Regions from separate parts of the Mus musculus genome. Here region 2 is linked to region 1. The links are chromatin contacts, called in public HiChIP or PLAC-seq maps. All regions are on one chromosome and are shown on one strand. Each heading gives the region's core, a stretch centred on a gene start, on an enhancer-like site or on the middle of the called end of the contact. The rest is flanking DNA. Distances are from core to core; before and after follow the strand shown. Region 1 holds the start of Efcc1 (EF hand and coiled-coil domain containing 1). Region 2 holds the start of H1f10 (H1.10 linker histone).

Region 1 (6,818 bases), core at 1,537-4,036:
TGGTCTGTTCTCTTCACAGCCACATCCTTTGCCAGGTAGACAGTGGCCCAGAAGGTCTCAGCTGCTGTGCAAATCAGGAGACAGGCCTGCCCTACCATGTGAAAAAAACGCTAGGCAGAGAGAGCCTCACGGCTGTTCTGCTCTGCAAAGACTCCAGTCTGCTCCACCCAGGAGCAACAGGCTAGAGGACAGCTGGTGACTTGCCAAAATTACACATCTGTCAACAGCCTTGCTAGAATTGGAGCCTGGTTCCAGAGTCTAGCTTCCTGCCGTGTTCAGCTAGCACATAAGGTCACTTTAAATCTGTTTCCTCATCTGAAGAATGGGATCATAACAGGTCCCTCTTCGCTGGGTTTCCTAAGGATGAACTGAAACAAGCCCATAAAGTGCTTTTACTTGGGCCCGCCCGTACACAGTGCGCAGTCAGTGATAATCAGGATCAAACTGAAGAGCCAAAAATGGGTATCACTGATTGCAATCCGCGAGTAACAAGTGAAAGGATTTCGTGGATGAACAGGAGCGTAAACAGATGGATGGGCCGATGGATGGTAGTGGAGTACTGACTTACAAAATGGAAGAATCATATGTACGAATAGCTGAAGACCGGAATGAACATTAGAGTGCGTAGCGTGGATGCTCGCCTAGGTTTGGGAAACAGCACCCCGCCCCATCTGCTCCCCGCCCCCCCCCCCCAGTTGCTGCCCCGCTCACCGCTCACCTGTAACCTCTAAGCTCTGCCTCCAGTCGCTGCACCTGGCGCTGCAAGCAGGGGACACGCCGCGCCAGCGCCTCCAGCTCCCGCACTCGGTGCAAGCTGCGTCGCACCGCCTGCCGAGCCTCCTCGGTGCGCAGCCGCACCTCCACCTGTCCGCGCTGCAGCCGCCGGGCGCGCGCCTCCGCCTCTGCCAGCGCGCCCTGCGCTCGCTGCAGCTCGTGCGCCGCCGCTTCTGGGATGTCCGACTGGCTTTTCCAGAGGCCGACCTGTCCGCGGGAAGCCACAGTGAGTGACCACTGCAGAAGTCTACGGGGTCATCCCCTTACAACCACAAAGCTAGCTCACTGAGCAACTGGCACAAGCGGCTAAAGCAAGTGTATGCAATACCCCTCACCCCCACCCCCCACGAGGGAAGTTGGGACAGGAAGTCCACCCTCTGTTTTTCTGCATGGTGACAGTAATCCCCCAAAGTCGTGCCTTCTAGGCTTAATTCCTGCATCCAGTGTACGCTGCTCCTAATTCACTGGACTCAAGGCACAGATTAAAGAGCAGACTGAAATTTCCGCCCTTTCTGAGATCTGTGCTCTGGACTGTCCTTGGAAACGGGGTTGATCTGTTTTGTTTTCTGCAGTGTTCCAAAGCATAAAGGAAGCTGGGACAATGTGCCCAGTAGGCACTTGAGCGTGAAAGACGGAGAGACCCTTTTAAATGAGAGACCTAGTCTCAGGCAACACACACACACACGCGCGCGCACACACACACACACACACACACACACTACTCTACGCACTCCCAGGGTTCCTTCTGCCCCATCTTACACTCTCCTGGCAGACATATGAACCACGAAGGCCACTTTGACACCTAGTTGTACTCTGCAGCAACTAGGAGACAGGAGACACCAATGTAACGCAGGTCCTCTTCCTATACGCCTATAAGGGCCCCTTTTCTCCCTTAGCTGGTCACCTGAGCTACACTGAACACCGAGGGCTCAAGTGTTCGTTGACTGATCCCAGAGACCAGCTCACTCAATGGCTCCACCTCAATAGCTCAGAGTGAGCCTGGCCCTCATTGCTGGCCATCATTGTCTTTCTCACCTGGGCTAGAGGCCTGGCTGTGAGGGATTCAACAAGTTTCGCTGACTTGGGGAAGGGCAGTCAGTCCTTTGTTTTCCTTAAACCTCCCGAAGAAGGATGTGTGCTGACCCATCACTACTTGGCTACTTAAACAGGTTCCTTCTAGGATTAGAAGGGACTTGGGTAGGAAGTTGGGATCTTAAGGAATGATACATTGGGGTGGAAGTTGGAATGAAGGGGGTGGAATGGGGAACGGAGAGAACCAGCTGAGGAGGGGCTGGGCCGCGGTGGGGCGTCTCTGTCTCCACCCGAGGCATCCCTCGCACCTGAAGGGCCAGGCAACGCGCGTCACTGCTCTGCAGCGCAGCCCGTAGGTCCTCCACCAGCTCGCGTAGGCTACTGTTTTCCTCCTCTAGATGTGCCACCCGCTCGCCATAGGCGCCACCGTGCAGGCTCGGTGAGCCAGGCCGGCGGCGGCGGCGCGGGCGGCGGAGGCGGATCTGTGTCTCGATGTGCTCGCTAAGAGCTCCGCGGGGCAGCCGGGGCCCCGCTCGGCTACTGAAATAGCCGCAGAGGCGCGCGTGGAACTGGCGGAAGGTGAGCTCTGGAGGGTCGGCTCGCAGAGCCAGGCGCGCCTCTTCCCTGACGTCCGCGTCCCCGCCAGCGATCATCCCAGCAGCCGGGTTCGTGGAGGCCGCCTCCGCGGAGTTTGCGTCCTCCGTGGCCGTCTCCCCGTCAGCGTTCAGCCCCAGTACCGCGCAGAGCGCACGGAAGTCGGCGCGCGGTAGGCGGCCCGCTCCCCGGCAGTCCAAGTGGTGGAAAACCTCCTGCAGATACTGATCCAGACCGGTAGCCAGCACCACGATCTCATTCTCCACGCCGCGGTCCAGCCCGTAGTGGTGAGCCAAGGCACTCAGCAGCCACTGAGTGCGCCGCGCAGGTCGCCGGTATGGGTCACCCGCCGAGCTCTCCATGCCCAAACCCTGGCGGTTTCTCTCGGCAGATCGGCGCCTTCAGACAGCCGCCCGCGTCCGCGGAGGGAGGGGCTGGGCGGCCACGGTCAGGCCAGAGAGGCACGGGACCGTATCCAGGCAGCTGCGTGGACTGTGCAGGACGTCTGTGTTTGTCCCGATGGGAGGCGCTGGAGCTACGCGCTCTAGTAATGGCCTTGACCTGCACTCCCCATCGCTCCCCATCCCTATCCCCATCCCCATCACTGTAACCAGTTCCTGACTCAGTTCTTTTGCCCTCTCCAGGCCTTTCCGCTATTGTCACCAGAGGCTGGAGCGCCTGCGCCTGCTGTTGTGTTCTGCAATTCCCAGCCCTCGGCCGGCCGTTCTCTGCCTCTTCTCCAGACTGCTTCCTAAGCTCTCCCTCCCTCCTCGTAACTAGAACCGAGGAGGAAACAAACTTGGACGTGGATGAAGTTAGAGTTTTGGTGAGAGGAAAGTGGTTGTCTACCGCGGCCACCTTTGGGCTCCAGGTGGTTGCTTGGCCTGAGCTCCTTCCGCTGGCTGGGATGAGGTAAACAGTTGTTTGGCCACTATTTTCTTTGGTGCCCTAGAACTTGATTCTGGAAGATGCTGGGCAGACCTGCTTGCTCTTGAGAGCTAACTGGCTTTTCTTCTCTCTTTCACAGAAATGTAGTATTGACTCCGTCTGGCGCTTGCCATGGGAACCTTACCCAGCCATATTGGAGCGAAGAGCAAACTCAGCGGCCCTTGACTATTAGATAAGCAGATCTTGTTTTGTGTACAAATCCCAGTTGAAAAGCATTATCATTTTGTTTCCTCCATTATAGCACCCCCGACCAGCACTTTGTCCTTTGTTCCACACACTTCGGGAAGGAATCAGACATCCCAAGCATTTTGGATATACATGTGTACATATATATGTTAATTATAAAACCAATGGCAATTTAACGGAATAATGTACAATACCATACCTTGGCTTCTACCTTGGAAAACCACATGCACAGCATGTTCATTGACCACATTATTGATTATAATGGCTAGAAGCTGATATTCAGCAGGGGCCCAGGCAGGACAAATCGTGGAACAGGGATAAACGAGGAAACACGCTACAGCAGTTATTGTGACTGTTATGACTAATGAATGGTATGTGATAATAACAACACTGCACAGAACATTACTGGATGCTTTCTACAAGGATGCACATAAGGAATGGCAGCCACAGAACATCTGGTTGCTGTTTCTGGTGATGGTGAACCCTTTGCTATCGGTGCACTGGCTCTTTTGCTGAAATGGGAGATTGCACTGTAAGATGTACAGATCAACAGTTTTTAGTATGTTACAGTTATCTGACCACAACTACAGTCTAGTACTTCAATATTTCTACTCCCTCCATCCCCACCCTGCCCTCACCATGTGCACCCCAATACTGCTCAGTCTCTAACTTGTCCTTCTGCTAAGGGAAGCGACTACTTTATGAATCCATAATCTGCTTATTCTAGATATTCATATGACTGGAATCTAATAGAAGGTGACCTTCTGGGGCTGCAGAGATGGCTCAGTGGTTAAGAGCACTGGCTGCTCTTCCAGAGGACCTGGGTCCAATTCTTGTCCCCTCAAGGTGGCTCACAACCATCTGTAACTTCAGTCCCAGAGAATCCAATGCCCTCATCTGCATGCACATGACACATAGATAAATAGAAGCAAAACACCTATACACATAAGATTAAAAGGGGGAATTTAAGGTGGTCTCCTGTGTAATTGTTATTTGCGTGTTTGCTTGCATTTTTTTTTTTGTATTCCTAGATCATCTTTATTTGATTTTTTTGGGGGGGGGGAGAAAAATGTAGGTAGTGTAAAACACTTTTTATATTAAAACAGGTGCTGATAATATTGAATAGAATATAAAATTGACATTACTTTTTCAAAGTACTTTTGACACCAAAGGCATTTCTAGCCAAGCTACTCATGAGCTTTAGGTTGTAACCCCGAGCAGGAAAGGACCACCATGCTCACATTACCTAACATCACAGCCTTTGCTGCACTGATGGAAATCCAAAGGCAGCAAATTCAATACTTCCTTACTTGGCAAAGCACAAGTAAGCTACTGAAGTGACACCTTATGCACGCGCTCTCTCTCTCTCTCTCCTTTAAAGATTGGTATGGGATGAGGGCCCATCCCACTGTTTGTGGAGTCACCCTGGCGCAGATAATCCTGTATTATATAAGAAATCAGACTGATAGCCGGGCGTGGTGGTGGCACATGCCTTTAATCCCAGCACTCAGGAGGCAGAGGCAGGTGGATTTCTGAGTTCAAGGCCAGCCTGGTCTACAGAGTGAGTTCCAGGACAGCCAGGGCTACACAGAGAAACCCTTTCTCTAAAAACAAAAGAAAAAAAAAAAAAAAAAAGAAAGCAGACTGAGCAAGCCATGCAGTCAGTGAGCATGGTTTCTCTGTGGCCTCTGCTTCAGTCCCTCCTTCAGTGCTGTAGTGTGGTCTGTAAGGTAAATAGACCCATTCTTCCCCATTGCTTTCGGTACCACAGCAATAGGAAGCAGCCTAAGACAGATGCATCCTGTGGTAGTTAGATGTCTTCTTGAGGAATGGCCCCTGACTTCCCCATAGAGGCCTCTGCTTTCACTGACTCTGACAGCGCACTCCATGTGTTCTCCAGGGTGTTGAGTGATTCAGAGATGCCCAACCTGCATTTTCTTCACTGCAGTGCCTGGCACCAACCTCTTTCTTCAGGCCTGTACCAGTCAGCTGGTACCATCACGGTAACAGGTACTTCAGGGGACTAGCTTCATAGGAAGAGAGAGATTTATTTTGGCTCACAGTTTGCTTTGGGGCTTTTGGTGACATACAGGCATACATGGTGGTTAAAATGACATACACTTCATAGGTGATGTGGTCATTTGAATACAGTGGCCCTTTAGGTCCATAAGAAGTAGCACTATTAGGAGGTGTGACCTTGGAGTAGATATGGCCTTGTACACTTACGCTATGCCCAGTGTGGCTCACAGTATTTTTCTGCTGCCTTTGGATTAAGATGTAGAACTCTCAGCTCTTTCTCCAGCACCATGTCTGCCAGCACACTGCCATGTTTCTCGCCATGATGATCACGGACTAAACCTCTGAAATTGTAAGCCATCCTAAATTAAATGTCATGGTGTCTCTTCATAGCAACAAAAACCTAACTAAGGCAGGTGGAAAGAGGAAGAGGATGGGATTAGGAGTCCACTCACTAAGGACACGACCCAAGTGGCAAGCTACTAGGTCTCATCTCTTGGACTTTTTTACCACCTCCCAAGAGCAGCACCCAAGGGACCAAGGTTTTCACATACATATCTTCAGAAGACATTGCAGATCTGAATTATAACAAGGTTCCCCTGAGGCATGCCTAGATCCTACTGCAAGCCTGTACAATGGACCCACCTTTGAAACCTGTCCTGAATCTGCCTCCTTCCTAGTGTACTGTGATTACTCTAGCTCAAGTTCCTCACACCTCTCTCCTGTGGGATTGCTTCACCTGCCCCAAAGGCTTGAATTTTATGTGTATATATATGTGTATATATATGTGTGTGTGTGTGTGTGTGTGTGTGTGTATGTGTATACACATACACACACACACACACACACACACACACACACACACACATTCATGCCCTTGAATGCCTGTGTCCAGTCCTTGAGGGATGCGGTTAATCTTAAGTTATACCATGACCCTCCTCCTCTGCTCAGAACTCACTAGGGATAAAAGACAAAGTCACCATCTTGACCCCAAGGATGGCACATCAGTACCTACCGTCCCTTTAACTTTTACCATCATTGCTTCCTGCCTCAGGCCTTGGCATCTGTTCACCTATCCATAACGCCTTTACCTTACCTACTAAGGATCCTATCAGCCTTGGAAGATTACTTCTTTCTCAGTGGATCATTTGCCTTCTGTAGGAAACACCAGACTGTATGAGAGGAGCACTGCCCACCTGGAATAGTATTTAATACACCAGAAGAAATAGACCTATGGCTCCTAATTTAGCTCCTTCCCCATGGTTGTC
Region 2 (6,744 bases), core at 1,280-3,779, 250 kb before region 1:
ATCCACTCGAAAACACCTCACGGACACACCAGCAGTCCAGCTCAGTAGTTGGGATAGCAAACACCAATCAGCAGCAGTGGTACTACCTAGCAGAGACAGCCAGGCCTTGGCCTTGGCTGGAGTCAGCAGGAGGGACCAAGGAGAAATGGCCAGGAAGTTCTTGGCTGTGCCCCTCTCAGGGAAGAGAAGATCAGGTCAGCCTCTGCCACTGTCCATCGAGTCCTAGTTATATTCTATTTATACATCCAAACATCACATCTCACCCATAGGTCTTGCCTCAGCACCTATCTGTCTCAGCTGACATCACTCTGCGCATGAGCCCTAGTCTGCGGATGTGGCAAGAAGCCGCAGCACACCACCACAAGTTTTGTTGTTGTGTTTTTCTATGGAGTCCAACAAACGCAGTGCAACTCCACAGTGTAACTCGGACCAATGCATGCGTGTCGTTAGCAAAGACTCCCTCATCACGTGTCCTTTCATGTGCTTGGTTGAGCAGAACATCCTTTTCCTGTGTCCACTTCAGCTAAACGTTCCTTCACGTTTGCAAACCCCATTCAACCAAAGAACTCTTTAAGTTTCCACGTCATTAAAGTGCAAGCAAAGATTAAAAGTTTAGTGAAATATATGCACTAGCTCACTTTTTAAAATCTTAAATTTTCCTTTTGTGAATGAAATAATGTTTTTATGGGATGCAGTCTTAGATGTTAGGGAAGGGCTAATAAGGTAACAACTCGATGTTCTAAGCATTCTTGCGTAATTAATTACAGTTCATTTGATGTTTACATGCCTTAGGAAAAAACAGCATCTCTGTGGGTAATTTTGGGCTTATCGATTGTATTGAAGTTTCCTGACTCTTAACAAGAAAGACAAACTAGATTCTCACATTGCTTTGTCTGTCTTACCTCAGATTGACTGGACCAACAGACACCAGTCTGGTGAACAACATCTGTCCTGATTGAAGCTTCTGCCTGAGCCTGAGGGCAGCATGGCATTCCAGCACGCAGGGTACGCAGCAGCAGCAGCAGCAGCAGCAGCAGCGGGCTCCTGGTAGCTGGAGATAGGAGTGAGTGTCATCAGCCCACGGAAGGGGTTTAAAGAAAAAGAGGGTAGTGAGTCCAGGAGAGCCTGCACCCTATAGCCCGCTGTCCCTCAAAACTCACAGGCCCCTTGGCCCTCCTCCTGAGAACGAGTCACAAGAGGATGACTTGGGCTCTGGGCTCTGCTAAACCCTGGCCACTTCCTGACGATCCTTCCTTTGATGGGGATGAGGTCGTGGGGTGCGGGGAGGCTGGCACACCCACGAGTACTGAGTTTGAAAGGCTGAGAATCTGGGCCTTCTTGATCTACAGGCAGTCACTCCCTCTTTTCACCCAAGAGGCCAGGGAACTGCTTACCTATTGGAACAAAGCTGGCCTGGACGCTTTAGTGGTGTCTACTATGTCCTCCGCAGGCTGGCCATTGCCTGCACAGCCCTCTCTCCACCGTTGGACTACTTCCCAGGCTTTCAGGTCCTTCTCTGTACCACCACCTCCTTCAAGTCCTCCCGCACCAAGTGATGCAGTATTCGATCCCCCAAAGCCGGCAGGATCCTCAAAAGCCAAATCCCCTGCCACACCCTCTAAGGGAAATGCCTTAAGGGTAACCTTACACTTTTCCATCCTGGAGCCCCCATCTAATTCTGAGGGGTCCAGGGACGGCTACTTAAGCATCACAAAATGGGGTACTTGGGGCCAGAGAGTGGTGAGGAAGTGTCTAGGGAGAGGCCCTTGTGGTCGTGCCTGCACTGACTCATCTTTGAGATGCCAGGCGTGCAACCTCAGGGCAATTCCCTTCTGTTGGTTCCCCTTAGGATTCTGAGAAGACCCCCGCCCCAGCACGCTCTCGGGCTTTGCCTTGCTCCTGTCGGCCGCGTGAGGGCGTACCCTGTGTTAGTTGGGACAAATTAATGCCCTTCCTGCGGGCAGGGCTGTGGTCCCCTGGGCCCAGAACCAACTCAGGTGCCTGAGGAGCACTCTTGTCTGCCGCCTGCAAAGTTCTCGGTCTTGGGGTCTCGCCCGGGGCCCGTGCTAATCCTTTGCAAATCGAGCGCCCCCCTCCTCCATGCTCCTATAGCCTGGGGTACACACCTCTGAGCCGCTCCGCTGAGCCCGTCCTAGGCGCAGGCCGCCTCTGCGCAGCGCAGCGGGCTCGGATGCTGTCCAGGGCACACTGCTGAGGGTGCAGCCGCGCCCGGGAGCCGCGGGCGGAGGAGCCAGTGGCCGCGGAAGGCGCTCCAAGAAGCACAAGTTGGCGCTGGACTGGGCCCAGGCTGTTGTTGTTCTCAACGTGGTCCGCCACGGGGAAATAAAAGCGGAGCGGGGCGCGCTCTCCGCCAGAGCGTAGCGCGCACGCCCAGAGCTCCGGAGCCCGCGCAGTGCTGCCGCGCTCCCCGCAGGCTCCTCTCCGCATCCCACCCCCCCAGCCCCGCCGCGGCCGGCCCGGCCCCCGCCCGCACCTCAGCCCTGCCGCCTGGTCCCAGGCCCGGCCGCGGCCGCTCCCGCCTGGAGCCGCCGCGCGCCCCCAGTCCCCCGGCGCCGCCGCGGCCCCTCGCCTTCCTCTTCCCGGCGCGGCCCCCCGGCTACCGCGCGCCGCCTGCCGCCAACCCGCTGGCCACCATGTCGGTGGAGCTTGAGGAGGCCCTGCCGCCAACGAGCGCCGACGGGACGGCCCGCAAGACGGCCAAGGCCGGCGGCTCTGCGGCGCCCACGCAGCCCAAGAGAAGGAAGAACCGCAAGAAGAACCAGCCAGGCAAGTACAGCCAGCTGGTGGTGGAGACCATCCGCAAGCTGGGGGAGCGCGGCGGCTCGTCTCTGGCGCGCATCTACGCTGAGGCCAGGAAGGTGGCATGGTTCGACCAGCAGAACGGGCGCACCTACCTCAAGTACTCTATCCGGGCGCTGGTGCAGAACGATACGCTACTGCAGGTGAAGGGCACCGGCGCCAACGGATCCTTCAAGCTGAACCGCAAGAAGCTGGAGGGCGGCGCGGAGCGGCGCGGAGCTTCGGCGGCCAGCAGCCCCGCGCCCAAGGCGCGCACGGCGGCGGCGGACAGAACGCCCGCCAGGCCGCAGCCGGAGCGGCGCGCGCACAAGAGCAAGAAGGCGGCGGCTGCTGCCAGCGCGAAGAAAGTGAAGAAGGCGGCCAAACCCAGCGTGCCCAAGGTGCCCAAGGGCCGCAAGTGACGCCCCTACGGTCTGGCGACATCGTCGAGTTTTCCATCTGTCTCTATCCCTATCCGCCCCCCCCACCCTCGGTGTACCGGTTCCGTAGGGTTCCGCCTGGCCCAGGTCCCTGATCCCTGTCCCCTCCCCCGCCCCTCCCCCAGCGATGCTGCGTTCTGTTTGCTTTAGGTTTTTGAAACGGCCCTGGCGACGCCCCCATTGGCTCTCACCCTTGGCAACGGCCGTCGCCATGGTTACCGGCCCGGCGGCGCCAATGGCCTGGTGGCGCCTGCCTACTGTGCCCGCTGATGGCCACCAGGCGCTTGGGTTGTGTGGCGCCTTGCTCCGCCCGCTGCCTTCCTGGGGCGCAATAAACGGTTCCAACCTTGACCATTGTCGTTGTCTTGTGGGCGCTGGAGGCTGCTTGGGGTTCCTGCGGGGGAGTCGAGGGTCATTAAGACCAGCTAGACAACTAGCAGGCGCTGCCAGAGGTGGGACAGATGTGCCCAGAGACAGCTGCCCAGTGGAGAACTCTTGTAAAAGTGGGTTCCCAGTCTTGGGTTGCTGCAGTGTCCAGCATATAAAAGATAAAAGATTTCTACATGTTGGAAATTAAACCTCAGGATCTAGTGCAACATAATGGACAGTTTTACCAAATGGAAGACTAGGAAGGTTCTGAACAGTATGTACACATACAAGTAGGGTGAGATGGAACCCGAGTTAGGGGAGGGTTACATGGTGCTCTTTCCCTGTATCACCTTTTTGGGTCTTGGCAGTGTCTTGAGGGTGGGAAGGGACCAGTGTTTCTTGGCAGGTGTGATCATGAAGCAGACTGAGCTGCCCAAAGTGGGCATTTCACTGCCTCTTGGATGTCTGGTACCTGGCTGAAGTTGCCCTGCAAAGGGCATAGGCAGGTATCATGTTGAATTGGGGTGGACCACCCTCAAGCTGGTCAGTGAGGCAATGACTTCCAGACGGCTCAGTCCACAGGGTCATAACAGCTGGGCCTAAGAAACAGCCTTGCGCTGCTCCATGGATCTTTTTGAGGTTTCCTGAAGGCTAAGGGGTGGCTCTTCTCCAAGTGCTGGTGAAAGCCCTAACCTAACTCTTACCCTGCTAACCCACTGGAGGCTTTTCATGAGCTTCTGGGTGCCTTTCAGGTTATTATTCCTCGTCGTCTTTTCATAATTCCCGACTCTGTACCTGCCTTCCAGTGGTTTATCCCTCACATGCTGCTCTCTGGTTCATCCTTCTCTGTCACCCATCTCCCATTGGCTTCTTACTTCCACTCAGGCCTAGGCTTTCCTAGACACTGAAGGACCCAGGGCACTCGTCAATAGACATCTTATTTAGAATTTCCTTTTTTTTTTTTTTTTTTTTTTTTTTGGTTTTTTGAGACAGGGTTTCTTTGTGTAGCCCTGGCTGTCCTGGAACTCACTCTGTAGACCAGGCTGGCCTCGAACTCAGAAATCTGCCTGCCTCTGCCTCCCAAGTGCTGGGATTAAAGGCACCACAGCAGGATCTTATAGAGGCATTTTCTCTTGAGGTTTCCTCCTCTCAGATGACTCTAGCTTGTGTCAAGTTGACATAAAACTAGCCAGCCCATTGTAATTGTCCTTTTGGGGACCCAGCCCACCTCAATGTCAGGTTACAGGGAGAATACTGAACCTCTCCAGCCCCAGGGGTGGTTATGTGACCTAAGACCTGGCCAGTAAGATCTTAAGTCAGTTGTTATCTTAGCTGCTGTGGGGGGCTGGAGAGATGGCTCAGTGAAACAGACTGGTTCCTGCTGCCAGATCGTTCAATGCCGAGCGACTGGAGGACTTCTAAGGTGACTACTGAGAAACAGCTGTTCTTTCCTCTGGATCACTAAATGGTAGGAATATGAGGGCAGAGTTGGTAGTGGGAAAGGCTGCCTGAAAGGAATCAAGATTGGGGAGTTGGAGGCAGGAAATGGGCACATGTTCAAAGATTTCTGAATGGAGCTCATGGGCCTGACCACCCTAGGGCTGCTGTACTGCTCTGTAGATAAGCTTGTTTGATAAGGGTTGCTGTCAACTGCATCCTGGTCTCCAAATTCTTGAATTACCTTCTTCCTTCATATTCCTTTGTCATTTCTTCAAATGGTTGTTCTTCTAAACTTTCTGCCCAGGGTCCCCAAGCCCTCCCTTACCTGCTCAACCAGACTCACTCATGCCATAAGGTGTTTGCTGAGTTTGTTACCTCCTTGCCGAGTTTACCTGCCTGAGAAGCATCCTAAGTTAAAGCTATATGACCCTAGCCAGCCACCCCTATTTCCCATGGGCCAGGAGCTAGGAAGAGCACTGTACAGCCTTGGTCTCCTCCGAGAGGAATGTGTGCAAAAGGGTTACTTTACTGATGCAACTGTTGAGTCCCTAGGATGAGACACAGTCAGCCAATGGCCAGGTTGGAACCCTTGTGCCTCCTGACATTATGTTCCAAATCCATTTCCTCACTATTCCTGGTCTTGATCCCAGCGGCCCTGGATTCCAGTCAAACACAAATGTCGTCTGGCTAAGGAAAAAGTATTTTGGGAGAGGTAGCCTGATGCAGCCAAGAGGCTGAGGACTTCTCTGTAATGCAGTCCAGGCCCAAGTGCTGCCTCTCTGCACCCACTAATGGGAAGGGCTGGGTGGAAGCTGAGGCTCAAGGTGCTGGACCTGGTTTCACAGGGCTTTTGATTGGGGAACCAAGATTGCTCTCTCTGAGTCAAGAGTTTCTGAGCCAGACTCACTTATAAGTAGAGTCAAGACCAATTTACTTGTGATTACACACCTGTAAACAGGCTACTACCTCCTTGTAAGCCCCCAGATCTCCGGTCTGCTTTGGGTATACCCAGGTCTGCCTTCTTCCTAGCCTCCAGACATCCCTGTTCTGAGCACCAAAGCCAGAGTGACCACAGACTGGGGTCACCATGTCTGCAAGAACCTGTCCTGAACTTGTCCCTCTGCCAGATCTGAGCATGGGCTTTGGAAGGGGTGATGCTGAAGGACCTTTATCACTGGCTCGGGATGTCAGATTTCAGATGACGTAGGGCGGCACACATCAGGTGTTCTTGGCTATGTCACTATTCCTGAGGCAGTGGTATATGGCTCTAATTCTTTGTTGCTGTTGTTGTTCACATTATTTTAATTATTTGAGAATTTCTATCACACTTTTAACCTCCACCTACTGAAGAAGGAGAAAGAGGAGGAGGAGGAGGAGAAAGAAGAAACGACACACAAGCCCAGTTTGTGTTTAGAGGGCTCTGATTCTTCAGAAGAAGAGGAGCGGTGGTGTATTAGTCAGGGTTCTCTAGAGTCACAGAACTTATGGATAGTCTCTAGATAATAAAGGAATTTATTGATGACTTACAGTCGGCAGCCCAATTCCCAACAATTGTTCAGTCGCAGCTGTGAATGGAAGTCCAAGGATCTAGCAGTTACTCAGTCTCACGCAGCAAGCAGGCGAAGGAGCAAGAGCTCGAGCTAGACTCCCTTCTTCCAATGTCCTTATATTGTCTCCAGCAAAAGGTGTAGCCCAG

Evidence for each region. HiChIP or PLAC-seq counts read pairs in DNA pulled down with a chosen protein or histone mark.
Region 2: a contact with region 1 is called in an H3K27ac HiChIP or PLAC-seq map of embryonic stem cells, with 4 times the contacts expected there. The contact joins the promoter of H1f10 here to the promoter of Efcc1 in region 1. A contact is called at or near these places in 2 of 39 promoter capture datasets (liver and pre-B cells), 1 of 484 Hi-C or Micro-C datasets (embryonic stem cells), 2 of 115 datasets of contacts at active chromatin or transcription factors (both in embryonic stem cells) and 2 of 9 other capture datasets (adipose tissue and liver).

Annotation. Positions count from the first base shown.
Region 1 is chr6:87,726,837-87,733,654 of GRCm38.p6, reverse strand. It overlaps Efcc1 (EF hand and coiled-coil domain containing 1), which reads right to left and starts at 2,786. Exons shown (of 8, transcript NM_001159697.1): 1 at 2,115-2,786; 2 at 719-981. The coding sequence starts at 2,762.
Region 2 is chr6:87,977,267-87,984,010 of GRCm38.p6, reverse strand. H1f10 (H1.10 linker histone) reads left to right here and starts at 2,529. Exons shown (of 1, transcript NM_198622.1): 1 at 2,529-3,590. The coding sequence starts at 2,655. The coding sequence ends at 3,221. It overlaps Gm5577 (predicted gene 5577), which reads right to left and starts at 2,328. Exons shown (of 2, transcript NR_026990.1): 1 at 2,127-2,328; 2 at 1-1,051.